Linked DNA regions of Pan troglodytes: region 2 is linked to region 1. Evidence: chromatin contacts called from public HiChIP or PLAC-seq data. All regions are on one chromosome and are shown on one strand. Each heading gives the region's core, a stretch centred on a gene start, on an enhancer-like site or on the middle of the called end of the contact. The rest is flanking DNA. Distances are from core to core; before and after follow the strand shown.

Region 1 (6,233 bases), core at 2,290-4,789:
TTTTTAACTCCCATAATAAAGCACCTACATTGTGTGAGACATTCTGTAAAGATCTGGAATGAGTGAACAAGCAATGAATGAATCAATGCAGGCATGTTTCTTCCAACAAGCTGCTGAAGCTAAAAATGCATGAACAGGAAAATTGTCTAGACTTTATAGTAACTGCCTACAAAAGTTTAAGTACCATAAAGTCCTTCAATTTCCTTTATCTGTAAAACTAGGGGGTTTCAGGGGATTTCTTAAAAGAAGTTCATTAAACACTTTCTTGGGTCAAAAGCCCAACATTCCAATCTGACCTGATATTATTACTCAGATAACAGTAATTACTCAGATAACACAGCCATCTATGTTTTACACAAGCTAACAGTATTCCCATGAGGAGGTACCTACTAACCCTGCCTCTGAGACTTTGAGGGAATTTAAGATATAAGCTGGTACAGAAGACATCACCTGGTTTTCTTTTACTTTTCCTACCTCAAACCTCTAACAATGTTGTTCTTAAAATTTCCAGCAAGAAAAAAGTTATCAGGCAATATACTCATTCTGGCAGTTATTTCACAATGTACCACATTCCTACGAAATTGGGGGTGGGGGTGGGGAATCTAACTGTCAAGTTCACTCTAAGGAACAATATAGTTCAGAGTCTCCAGCAACCAATTCAACATCCTAATTTTAAAATGACTAAGTTGGGCATGGTGGCTTCCACCTGCAAATCTCAACTACTCCAGAGTCTGAGGATAACTCGAGGCCAGGAGTTTGATACTAGATTGGGAAATACCTAAATATCCGCCAACAATGCGAATAGTTTAAAGTCTTGGCTTCAATCACATTCCAGATGACCATTTTTAAAATATATACATTTTTTAAAATTTTTATTAATTTTGTTTTGAGACGGAGTTTCACTCTTGTCACCCAGGCTGGAGTGCAATGGTGCGATCTCGGCTCACTGCAACACTCCGCCTCCCAGGTTCAAGTGATTCTCCTGCCTCAGCCTCCGGAGTAGCTGGGATTACAGGCGAGTGCCACCACACCCAAGCCCGTTGGCCAGGATGGTCACGAACTCCTGACCTCGGGTGATCTACCCGCCTCCGCCTCCCACAGTGCTGGATTACAGGCGTGAGCCACCGCGCCCGGCCTATTTTTTTAAATTTTATAGGCCGGGGGGGCGGTGGCTCACGCCTGTAATCCCAGCACTTTGGGAGGCCAAAGCGGGAGGTTCACCTGAGCTAGGGAGTTCGAGGCCAGCCTGACCAACATGGAGAAACCCCATCTCTACTAAAAATACAAAAATCAGCCTGGCGCGGTGGCGCATGCCTGTAATCCCAGCTTCTCGGGAGGCTGAGGCAGGAGAATCGCTTGAACCCGGGAGGCAGAGGTTGCGGTGAGCCGAGATCGCGCCATTGCACTCCAGCCTGGGAAATAAGAGCAAAACTCCGTCTCAAAAAAAAAAAAAAAAAAGTTATGTATTGCCTAGTTTTGAAAGAAAAAATTTATCAATTTTTAAAGTATAATTAATTTGTATGTAATTTGTGGCCATGGTAATCTGTGCCCAGGCAGAAACACAGGTAGCAAAAAAGGAAAACTCAGGGTAGTTATTATGATGTATGAAAACAGCTCTTGGTGAAACTAAGGCCTCACTTTTACAAGATCTTAGATACACAGGACAAAAAATGATGTTAACTATCAAGAGTGGAAGGCTCCAAAAAAAAAAAAAAAAAAAAAATCCAAAGAAACGTAAAATGGCCGAGCGCGGTGGCTCACGCCTGTAATCCCAGCACTCTGGGAGGCTGAGGCGGGTGGATCACGAGGTCAGAAGTTCAAGACCAGCCTGGCCAAAATGGTGAAACCCCGTCTCTACTAAATATACAAAAGTTAGCTAGGCGTGGTGACTGGCGCCTGTAATCCCAGCTACTCGGGAGGCTGAGGCAGGAAAATCGCTTGAACCCGGGAGGGGGAGGTTGCGGTAAGCCGATATCGTGCCACTGGACTCCAGCCTGGGTGACACAATGAGACTCCATCTCAAAAAAAAAAAACAAAAAACAAAAAACGTAAAATGAATCAATGTGTTATTATCACGACTTAAAAAAAAAACTTAATATCTAGACCATGAAAGCTATATAAGCAAATAAGCATCATTTAGATTTTTTTTTTCCATAAAAATTTCCGTTAAGTCGTGCAATAAAAAATGTAACCAACATAGTAACTCGCGGCCTCGGAAGGGGGAAATTTAACGGTCAAGAACAAGAAATTCTGAAAGCATGGCCTCTAAGGGTCAAGCGGGAACCTGAATACAGTCTCCCAGTTCTTACTAGCTTTGATGCAAGCCCCAGGCAAGTCGGGGAACAGGGAAAGAGGAAAAAGGGAACGCAGAAGGTTGCTCTGGTAAAGGACCCACTTTCAGGCCAGACTCCACGACCGGCAGCCCCGGGCTTCTCATTCATTCCGCGCGGTCTCCAGGTGGCGGCCGCGCGTTGGCGGCCGTGGCGTTCTCCGCCCGGAACTGGGGTGCACTCACCTGTTCGGGAACACGACCTCGCGGCGCCCGAGGCCGCCGAGGCCGCCGCCAGCAGCCGGGGGGATGCGGGCCTGGGAACAGCAGCCGGCGGGGACAACGGGCGGCGCAGCCCTGGGGCGGGCAGGCGGCGCAGGCCGGGCGCGTCCCTCTGCAGCAGGGCCGAGCAGAGCCGCCGCGGACTATGAAACATGCCGGGCGCCGCCGCCACCACGGCCCCTCGCGCGCCCGAGGAGCGGAGCCCGGCTGGGGCCGAGGGCAGCGAGTCGAGCCGACTGTCCGGGCAGTCTGGGCGGATGCTCCCAGGCTCCTTCTCGCGCGGCGCAGGTTCTGGGGAAATCCCGGGCAGCAGAGCCGGAGAGGGAGGCGCAACACTGCTGCGTCGGCACCGTCTGCTGTGAGACCCGGCGAGACCTGCAAGGCGCCCGGCGAGCGCTGCGCGCTGACAAAGCGGGCGCTGCCAAGCGGGAGCTGGAGGGGAATCCGCGGGACCCGGCCACTGCGCGGCCACGCCAGGCTCCCTCGACCCGGCGTAATCCTGTTTTAAAAGGAAGCGGGGCTTAGGCTGATTTATAGGTAGAATCCGCAGGCGGTCTAAAATAAGAGGTATCCGTTGGAGCTGTTCTGAAGAAAAAAGCGTCCCCTTCCGCTGGCCAGCATGGAAGCGCCCACAGGCTGGGAATCCCGAGACAGTTCCAGGGCTGTGGCCCAGGGGACACGTGTCTGTCAGAGTGGCAGACGGCCTCCGTGTGTGCCTGCGCGGGTCTGTGTGGATACAGCAAAAGGCGTCCGCCTCCGACCCCCTCGGCAGTGTGTGATGCGTTAAACGATATTAAGCACAATAAAGCACCGCCTGTGGGCGAGGCGACGATGATTAAAACAGCGTTCTTTTCCTCAAAAGTGTTATACTTAGGCAAAGGGAGCAGAAGGTGGCAAGGGAAGTCAGACCAGAAAGCTCTACAAGGTAGAATGAGATTATTGCCACAAGATGCCAAAGATTGGCGATAGAGATGACAACAGGCCCGGGCTCTCTAGAAGGTTCATTAGAAGGATTGGCATTTGAGTTGGCCTATGACGTGGAGGTCTAGAATTTACCCACGTGAAACTTTGGAGGGCGTGGTGGTGAGTTATAAATGAAAAAAGTAAATAAGGGTGTATTTGGGGAAACAACTCTTAGTCATGTAAGATGGAAGCTAAGGAGTAAGAGGACAGATGCGTGGATAGGTTGTAGTGTGGAAGGAAGGGGATTATAGTAGGCTTAATTCGGTGGATAGCTGCGAGCCGTTGACGTTTTGTAAGCTGAGCAAAGATATGGTCAGGGCTGTGCTTTAATTGGAAATCACATGTCTCTGGTTCATGAAAAGGCAGAAAGGAAATCAGCTGAGATAACAGATACTGTAGACCTGCACCAGGTTACTGTTACTGGAAAAGAAAGGATGGAAGAAACATCTCAGACAGGCTGGGCAGGAAATGATGACTAATCAGGAATAGAAATGGGATGAGGGGGAGGGAAAACCCAAGACTGGATTTTTCTCTGAATGATTCATGAGTTAGAAATGTATTCTATTGGTTTTCCCATGATTTTGCTGATTCCCCTGTGTTGTGGAATTGCAAGCTTTTCATCACAAGAATATTCTAAATATTTTTCAGACCTAGGTTATATATCTAACACCTGTGGATAGAGGGTGTGGACAGATCAGCTGGCACAAGTTGATTACAACTTCTGGCAGACAAGCTCCTTGGAAGTCATTAAAGCCTCAGTTTCAGTTTCCTTATCTATAAAACGTAGAATCATACCTTAGTCATTAGGTGAAATAAAAAATGATTATAAGCTACTCTGGGCACACTGCCTATCGAGTAGTCCTGCTCCACAAGGAGCAGTACTTGTAAAAAGAATTTTTTTAAAAAGGTGATAATAAAATTAGCCTATGAAAAGTGTTTTGCAAATATAGCAAAATGTTGATTTTGAATCTAGGTAGTGGGTATATATGGGTATAGGGACCATGGGAAAAATGTTCCCTTTGCCCTCTGAAGTTTGCTGAAAAATCAACTCACAAAAGGCAGATTAATGGGAGAAAAGGCATATGCATTTATTAACATGTACATGGGGAGAATCACAGAGTGATTACACATCCCCAACGGGGTTCAGAAGCTTGTCTACCATCCTGGCCAACAGACTTGGGGAGAGGGGAGCAGAGGCATTCTGTTGAGGAGATGACTAGGGAAAGTGAATGGATCAGGGCACAGGGATGAACTTGCACATTATCTTGTGAAAGGGTCTGTTCAGGTGGTTACATTTTTGGTCTTACAAGGAGGGGAAGAAAAAACAATTGTTCCTTTTGGTGGGTTTGGATTGTAGCCAGATAAAGGAACTTCAACTTCATCCTGTGCTTTGGGAGAGATGGTGCTGGGCAGTGAGGTCAGAGAGACCTTGAGGCTTCCATTCAGCCGGTCAAAGCCCCATATTTTGGGCTATCAGTTTCTGAGTCCCGACACAAGTGTTCACTTACAATTATTTTTCCCCCATATATTTGGAGATTTTCATAATAAAATGTTGGGGAAAAGTGCTTTGAAAAATGAAAAAATAATGGTTCAAATATAAACTGTCACTATTTAAAGAGATTCAAAGAGCATGCTATCCTGAAAGTGCATCATATTATTTATTTTTATTTATTTATTTATTTGAGATGGAGTCTGTCGCTCTGTTGCCCAGGCTGGAGTACAGTGGCATGATCTTGGCTCCCTGCAACCTCCGCCTCCCGGGTTCCAGCCATTCTCCTGCCTCAGCCTCTGGAGTAGCTCTGACTACAGGCGCACACCACCATGCCTGGCTAATTTTTGTATTTTTTAGTAGAGACAAGGTTTCATCATATTGTCCAGGCTGGTCTTAAACTCCTGACCTCAGGTGATCCCCTCGCCTCAGTCTCCCAAAGTGCTGGGATTACAGGCATGAGCCACCACGCTCGGCCTGAATCATATTTTTTATAATATATTAAACACTAAGCAATCAGAAAGATAGAAATTAAAACTTATTCCCTTGAAAATTTATTCAGTAAACATTTGTTGAATACACATTATGTGCCAGGCTCTATATTAGAGCATACAAAAATAAATTGAACAGAATCTATTGACAGTTTAGGGGGTAAGACATTGTATAAACAAAAATACTTGTAATTATCTGCTAATAAGTACAGAATCACTTATGGACAAAGTACTGTGGGACCAGAGAAGAGGAAATGTTACTGGAAAGGGGTCCCAATCCAGACCCCAAAAGAGGGTTCTTGGATATTACACAAGAAAGAATTCAGGACGAGCCCATAAAGTGAAACCAAATTTATTAGAGAAGTAAAGAAATAAAAGAATGGTTACTCCATAGGCAGAGCAGCACTGAGGGCTGCTTATGGCTTTTTCTTTTTCTTTTTCTTTTTTTTAATTGAGATGAAGTCTCGCTCTGTCACCCAGGCTGGAGTGCAACGGCACGATCTCGGCTCACTGCAACCTCCACCTCCCAGGTTCAAGTGATTCTCCTGCTGAGCCCACAGAGTAGCTGGGATTACAGATGCGTGCTACCTCACCCAGGTAATTTTTTTATTTTTATTTTTAGTAGAGATGGGGTTTCGCCATGTAGGCCAGGCTGGTCTCAAACTCATGATCTCAAGTGATCCACCCGCCTCCCAAAGTGCTGGGATTACAGGCGTGAGCCACTGCGCCCGGCCTTGTT
Region 2 (6,233 bases), core at 2,783-5,282, 290 kb before region 1:
ATCCTTTTGGTCAGTAACACCTTCTTCATTCCTAATGTATGAGAACAATAAGGACATTTTAGCTCCTTTACTCTTCTTTCATTTAGTGACTTCCACATTTCTCTCACATATAACTTAATAGATCTTCAGCACTGTGATTTTGGCAATAAACTTACAGGTTTTTGCCCCCACTAACACTATCACAAAAAAATTAAGATGTTTAATCAAAAATTGCTATTATATGGATGGTTAAACACACTGTGGTACATCCATATCATGGAATACTACTTGGCGATAAAAAGGAATAAACTATTAGCTGGATGTAGTAGCCCTGTAGTGATCCCCCCTACTCCGGAGGCTGAAGTGGGAGGACTGCTTGAGTCCAGTAGTTTGAGGTTACAGTGCCCTTTTGATAGAGCCTATAAATAGCCACTACACTCCAGCCTGGGCAACAGAGGAAGACTCTATCTCTAAACCCAAAAGAATGGCAAAATCATACAAATAGAGGACATGTACTGGTTGCTGGAGCCTGCAGCGAGAGGGGATGGGAGGGTGGTGGGAGAGATAATGGATGTGGTTCTAAAAGGGCAACAGAGGGGGGTACTTTGGACTGAAGGAACTGTTCTGTAGCCTAATTGTAGTGGTGCAATCTATACATGGGATAACGCTGCATAGAAGTAAATACAGTCAGCTCTCATTATCCTTGGTGTCTGCATCCATAGGTAAAAACTATTTTTAAAAATACAATAAAAAATACAAATTTTTAAAATACAGTATAACTATATAACAGTAATATTGCATTAGGTATTATAAGTAATCTAGAGATATTTAAAGTATACATTCGCATAGGTTATATGCAAATACTACACCACTTTACATAAGGGACTCAAACACCCGCAAATTTTGGAATCTCGCGGGATCCTGAAATCAACCCCCGACAGATACCAAGGGATGACTGCACCCGCGTGCGCGAGCACTCACACACGTGTACAAGTAAACTGGGGAAATCTGAATAAGACTGGTGGATTGTATCAATGTTATAATAATGAACCATGGTTTTGCAAGGTATTAGTGTTGGGAAAACTGAGTAAAGTGCACTGTATTATTCCTTAAACTACGTGATTATTACAGTCTTCTCAAAATTAAAAGTTTGATTTATTTAAAAAGTGCTAACACTTGGCCGGGCGCGGTGGCTGACGCCTGTAATCGCAGCACTTCGGAAGGCCGAGGCGGGCGGATCACTAGGTCAGGAGATTGAGACCATCCTGGCTAACATGGTGAAACCCCGTCTCTACTAAAAAATACAAAAAATTAGCCAGGCATGGTGGCGGGCACCTGTAGTCCCAGCTACTTGGGAGGCTAAGGCAGGAGAATGGCGTCAACCCAGGAGGCGGAGCTTGCAGTGAGCCGAGATCGCGCCACTGCATTCCAGCCTGGGCGACAGAGCGAGACTCCGTCTCAAAAAAAAAAAAAAAAAAAAAAGTGCTAACACTTGAGAAAATCTCAGTATGAACCAGATATTAGACAATATTCGAGAATGATTGTTATAAGTATACAAGACGATGTCCTTATTCTTAGGAGATGCTTGCTTAAGTATTTAGAGATGAAGTTTTTTGTTTTTGTTTTGAGACAGTCTTCCTCGGTTGCCAAGGCTGGAACTGCAACCTCCACCTCCTGGGTTCAAGCGATTCTTGTGCCTCAGCCACCCTAGTAGCTGGGACTACAGGCGAACACCACCATGCCTGACTAATTTTTGTATTTTCAGTAGAGACAGGATTTCACTACGTTGGCCAGCCTGGTCTCGAACTCCTGACCTCAAGTGATCCATCTGCCTCAGCCTCCCAAAGTGCTGGGATTACAGGCATGAGACACCGTGCCCAGCCTAGAGATAAGTTTTACGTCTACAACTTACTTTTATACAAATGTATATATACATATACATAGGGAGAGAGAAAGCATATATGGTAAATAAATTTAAGTAAAGGTTTATGAGTGTTCCTTGTTCTCTCAACTTTTCAGTTTCATTTTTTTCAAAATAAAGAATTGTGAAGAAGAGATTAAAGATAAATTGCTATTCTAAACTTATGTTACAGTTCTACCTGCACACCAATTAGTCTTTTTAAGGGTTTAAAAGTAACTTTTTTCCTAAAACTATTTTACAGCTCCACCTACACTCTTAGTCTTAAAACAAAACAAAATTCCAGTAAGAATTTCAAGGTAACAGTTTTGCGACACTGGATGTGACTTTCTAATGTTTTTCAAAATGAATTCACTAAATCTGTAGGGCATATGGACACTTTTGTAAAATCAAAGTTAGTTCAAATGGATGATTATTTATTTCTAGAAAAACTGAATCCCCAGAGTTGTTCTACTTTTCAAACAGGTGAAATAAATTATAACTGCGGGGGAAAAGGCTAACACTTTCACACACACATCCCAAATTTTAAAAGTCTTAAATTTGGCAAATACAGTTAATTCTATCATAAGGAAACGTTTGCGTGAAAGGGGGAACTCACATACTAAATGCCAAACAAAAAATGTGCTACAATGTGTTAATTATAGCTCCAAGGCTACAGGACATATTTTACAATGTAAACAGTCCCTGCAAACATCAATGCATTTATGGTTTAAAAAAATGCAAACTGCACACATTTGAAATGTAGGGAATAAGTCTGAGCTAGCGTCAACAAAATCCATCTCAAAAGTTCTTATATTCTCTTTTCTCTGGTAAGTTTTTGCATGTGTTAATATACTTCAGTGTATAAGAAAAGTCTAGGTCTGGAACGTTTCAACTGAAGACTCAACTTTTTACTTCCTACCGAACCGCCCCCTCGCAATGGGCCCCACCTCCCGAGAAGAGTGACGGGGTGGGGCTGTTTCCCGCTCGGAAACTAAGAAATAAATGCCTCATCCCTACTCCAGAAACGAGAACAACGGAGGCAGAGGAGCTGAAGACTCCAGTATGCAACTGACTACAAGGAGGTAGTCGTTTGAAAAGCTTTCTTTCCTTCTCTGAACTCCTTCTTTCCCTCCTCTCAGGTCATTCGGTGACCCAGGGCCGGGCGGAGACAGGTGAATCCCAAGAGAAGAGGAAGAGGGAGGGACAGATGATGGAGGGAGAACCGCGTTTAGGCAATGAATGAGCCTGCTGCATCCGCACCACCTGTTCCTTCCAAGGGTGCCACCCCGGCCTGCCAGCAGGGTTCCCACACCAACCGGGCCGCGACTCCTGCCGGTGTCGCCCACTTGCCCGCCAAAGGCCGGGCCTCTTCTCCTCCAAATCGGGGAGAATGAGAACCGGCAGTCTAGAAGCCGGGAGGTCGGGGCCTAGTCCGGAACCAGGGCCTCAAGCGTGGGGATGGAATGAAGAAGCCTGTGGTCCCTGGCGCGCGGGCCATAGTAGGAACCACAGAGAGGGAGCAAAGCAATGCATTCGGCCTGACGAGGGCTATGAAGGCGGGGTCCCGGGCGGGAGTGGCTCAGTGCCCGCCGGGCCGAGGTTAGGGGTGACAGGCCCGGTTACCGGCTAAATCCTCCCCACTGCTTGCCCGGAGCCTCACACTTACCAAGATCCGCTTGAAGAGCGCATTCTCCTTGGGCGGGAGGCTCACGGCCGGCATCGTTCCGGCTGCTCCCGCTGCTCCCGCCACCACCCGGCTCGGTCAGTCAGTTTGTCCGACCGCCGCCGCTGCCGTTCCGTAGCTGCTTCAGCCTTGAATATCTCGATCCGCCGCCACCACCAGGCCTCGGGTGTCGCCGCGTTGCCCTACCCGGACACCTCCTTTTTCCTCGTTGTCTTTTTTCCTTTCTCACTTAACGCTGCCGCCGCCTCCCCCACTACGGGTCTCCGTCGGCGGTTCACGTGGTAACTGAACAGACCGACAGAGGCAGCCAAAATGGCGGACGCGGAGGGTTTTCCCACCCGGGTCACGCTTCCTAACACGCAGGCGCGGTGACCTCCTTTCCCCACCTCCTCTGGGTTTCGGAGCTTGCCGGGAAACCTGGAGGCTGGCCCGCCTGTGGAGGCCGGGAGGGTCGGGGCAGGCCCCGCCCATCATTTCAGTGCGTGGTGCCCTCGAAGCGCCCGCGGAGCTACGGGAGGCTAGGCAAGTACGGTTCACACCGCCTCCTCATCAAAAACAGCCTCTCTGGCGCCTTCCTGCTAGATTGACCTTTCATTCCTTGGAAAGAGTCTCGCTCACTGTGTGATCATCGTTTGAGCCCAAAGTGCTAAAATACAGGTGTAGGTGTTTGAGAAGCGCTGTAGTTGATCATGGACGAAATGCCTAATTTAAGGAGCAGAGGCGGAGTGGAAAATGAAAAAAGCTTCACCGCAGTGGAGACTTGTTAACAGCCCAGGGGAGAAAGGGGCTTAACAGAGTCTGAAAATCGTGAAAGAGCTTGACCGATGAAATGGGCCTGGCTGTCGTATCGGTAATTTGGTGAATGTTGCTTAAGATCAGCCTGGAAAGGTAGTTAGTCAGATCCGAAGTGACATATTTGCACTGCCAAAGGAGCCTCTGGAGGTTAAAGTATGTGTTTTAATTTCGTTGTTGAGGCCATATAATGCAGAGTTGACGGACCGACCTTATGAGTCACCTTGGAGCGGAGTAGTGGAGACTTAAAGACAGACTACCCTGGAGCTGGCTTCAAACTAGTTCTTAATATTGTGACTCGAAGTCCCCATCCCCAGAAATTCTCAGATCTTAGAAGCCAAAGACTGGCAAGGATACTAGAGGGAACTACTCGAGTAGGCGAGGTCAGACTACATACCGAATAGGAGTCCTTCCAAAAATGTAAGTCATTTCATTAACAGCTGACAGTAAAACTTTTTCAAAGTGGCATTCCATTGATCTAAAAATTTTCAAGTTATATGAGCCACTTTTAACCTTTGGTTTTTGATTACCTCTTTCCAAATCCTGATTTCACTCTGTAGCATTCTTTGCATCATGAATTATTAAACAATATGTTATGTACGTGTTTTTTACTGTTTTAAATTTATTTACAAAGATATTTTAATTTTCAAACTTCTCTTAACTGTCCCTGAAAGGTGTGAGTTGAGATATATGTTTCCCAATATAAACTTGGGTTTTCTAGCTGCTATATTGATTGTCCTCTCCCTTCACCGGGGTCATAAATAAGGTTTTTAACAGTCAAATCCTGGAGTTTCCTTAAATTCTGTGATCTCTCTTCAAAAGTTTGAGAAAAATCATATATACAGGAAACTATGTTTCAGTTTGAAATATGGCCAGTATTTTAACCTTAACTTTATAAAACTAAGAACAAGCTTATAATTCATTTTTAAGCTGTTACTTACTAATAACCTGCAAAATTCACTGCCCCAAGAGGTCTTTCAACTGTCTGAACTATTGAAAGACAGAAAAATAGTCTAAATGCAGTTGATAGTTTTAGCTTGGATTTCCAAATCTCTGGCTTCATATCCAAATCTCTGGCTTCATATCCAAAAATCCCTACAGCAATACTATTTGCTATAGTTCTCTAAATTTCTCCTGTAAAGAATATTCTATTTTCCTTCAGAGGAAGAAAATTTCTGGTCTTTGAAACAATCAGTAGCTTCCACCAGAACCTGAGTACCTGATTAGATGAGCCAGAAATAGAGTTTGGCAAATGTTACATTCTTTTTGGGCGATGACAAAGAAATGGCAATTTTAAAGGCTCGGCAAATACTAGTCTGATTCAACATTTAACTGATTCATTTGCTAGTTAAAATGCACCTACAGATAACAGTCTGACCACACAGTAGCCTGAATTGAATTAAAAAATATATATTTACTCTGATCACCACAGTTTCACAAACAGAGATCCCATTTGAGTTATACTGTAAGTAACAGCCATGCTTTCAGAAAGTTAACATATCCAAGGCTATATGCTGCCGCTGCTGCTGATGATGATAGTTAATTCATCTTACCCCATGTGCTTGCATGTCACTATGTTCCAAATGCCAACTCTAAAAAATATTAACCAAAAAGAAAGAAATAAAATCATTTACCTTGCAAACTTTAATTCTACAAAAGGGATATGTTGAGTGAAATTTCTCCATATATGTAAGATGTTCTCTATTGAGACTGTTACATCTTAAGTACTTGGATCTTATTTAAAAAAAAAAAAAAAAAGGCTGGACTTGGTGGCTCACGCCTGTAATCCCAGCACTTTGGGAGGCTGAGGCGGGCAGATCACAAGGTCAGGAGTTCAAGACCAGCCTGACCAACATGGTGAAACCCCGTCTCTACTAA

What was found. HiChIP or PLAC-seq counts read pairs in DNA pulled down with a chosen protein or histone mark.
Region 2: an H3K4me3 HiChIP or PLAC-seq map of stem cell-derived excitatory neurons shows a contact between it and region 1, with 2.4 times the contacts expected there. The contact joins the promoter of NAA15 here to the promoter of NOCT in region 1. A contact is called at or near these places in 1 of 7 Hi-C or Micro-C datasets (stem cell-derived neural progenitor cells) and 1 of 1 datasets of contacts at active chromatin or transcription factors (stem cell-derived excitatory neurons).

The regions. Positions count from the first base shown.
Region 1 is chr3:140,471,571-140,477,803 of NHGRI_mPanTro3-v2.0_pri, reverse strand. It overlaps NOCT (nocturnin), which reads right to left and starts at 3,539. Exons shown (of 3, transcript XM_016952224.4): 1 at 2,516-3,539. The coding sequence starts at 2,705.
Region 2 is chr3:140,759,021-140,765,253 of NHGRI_mPanTro3-v2.0_pri, reverse strand. It overlaps NAA15 (N-alpha-acetyltransferase 15, NatA auxiliary subunit), which reads right to left and starts at 4,032. Exons shown (of 19, transcript XM_016952232.3): 1 at 3,546-4,032. The coding sequence starts at 3,599. It overlaps NDUFC1 (NADH:ubiquinone oxidoreductase subunit C1), which reads left to right and starts at 2,813. Exons shown (of 6, transcript XM_016952236.3): 1 at 2,813-2,961.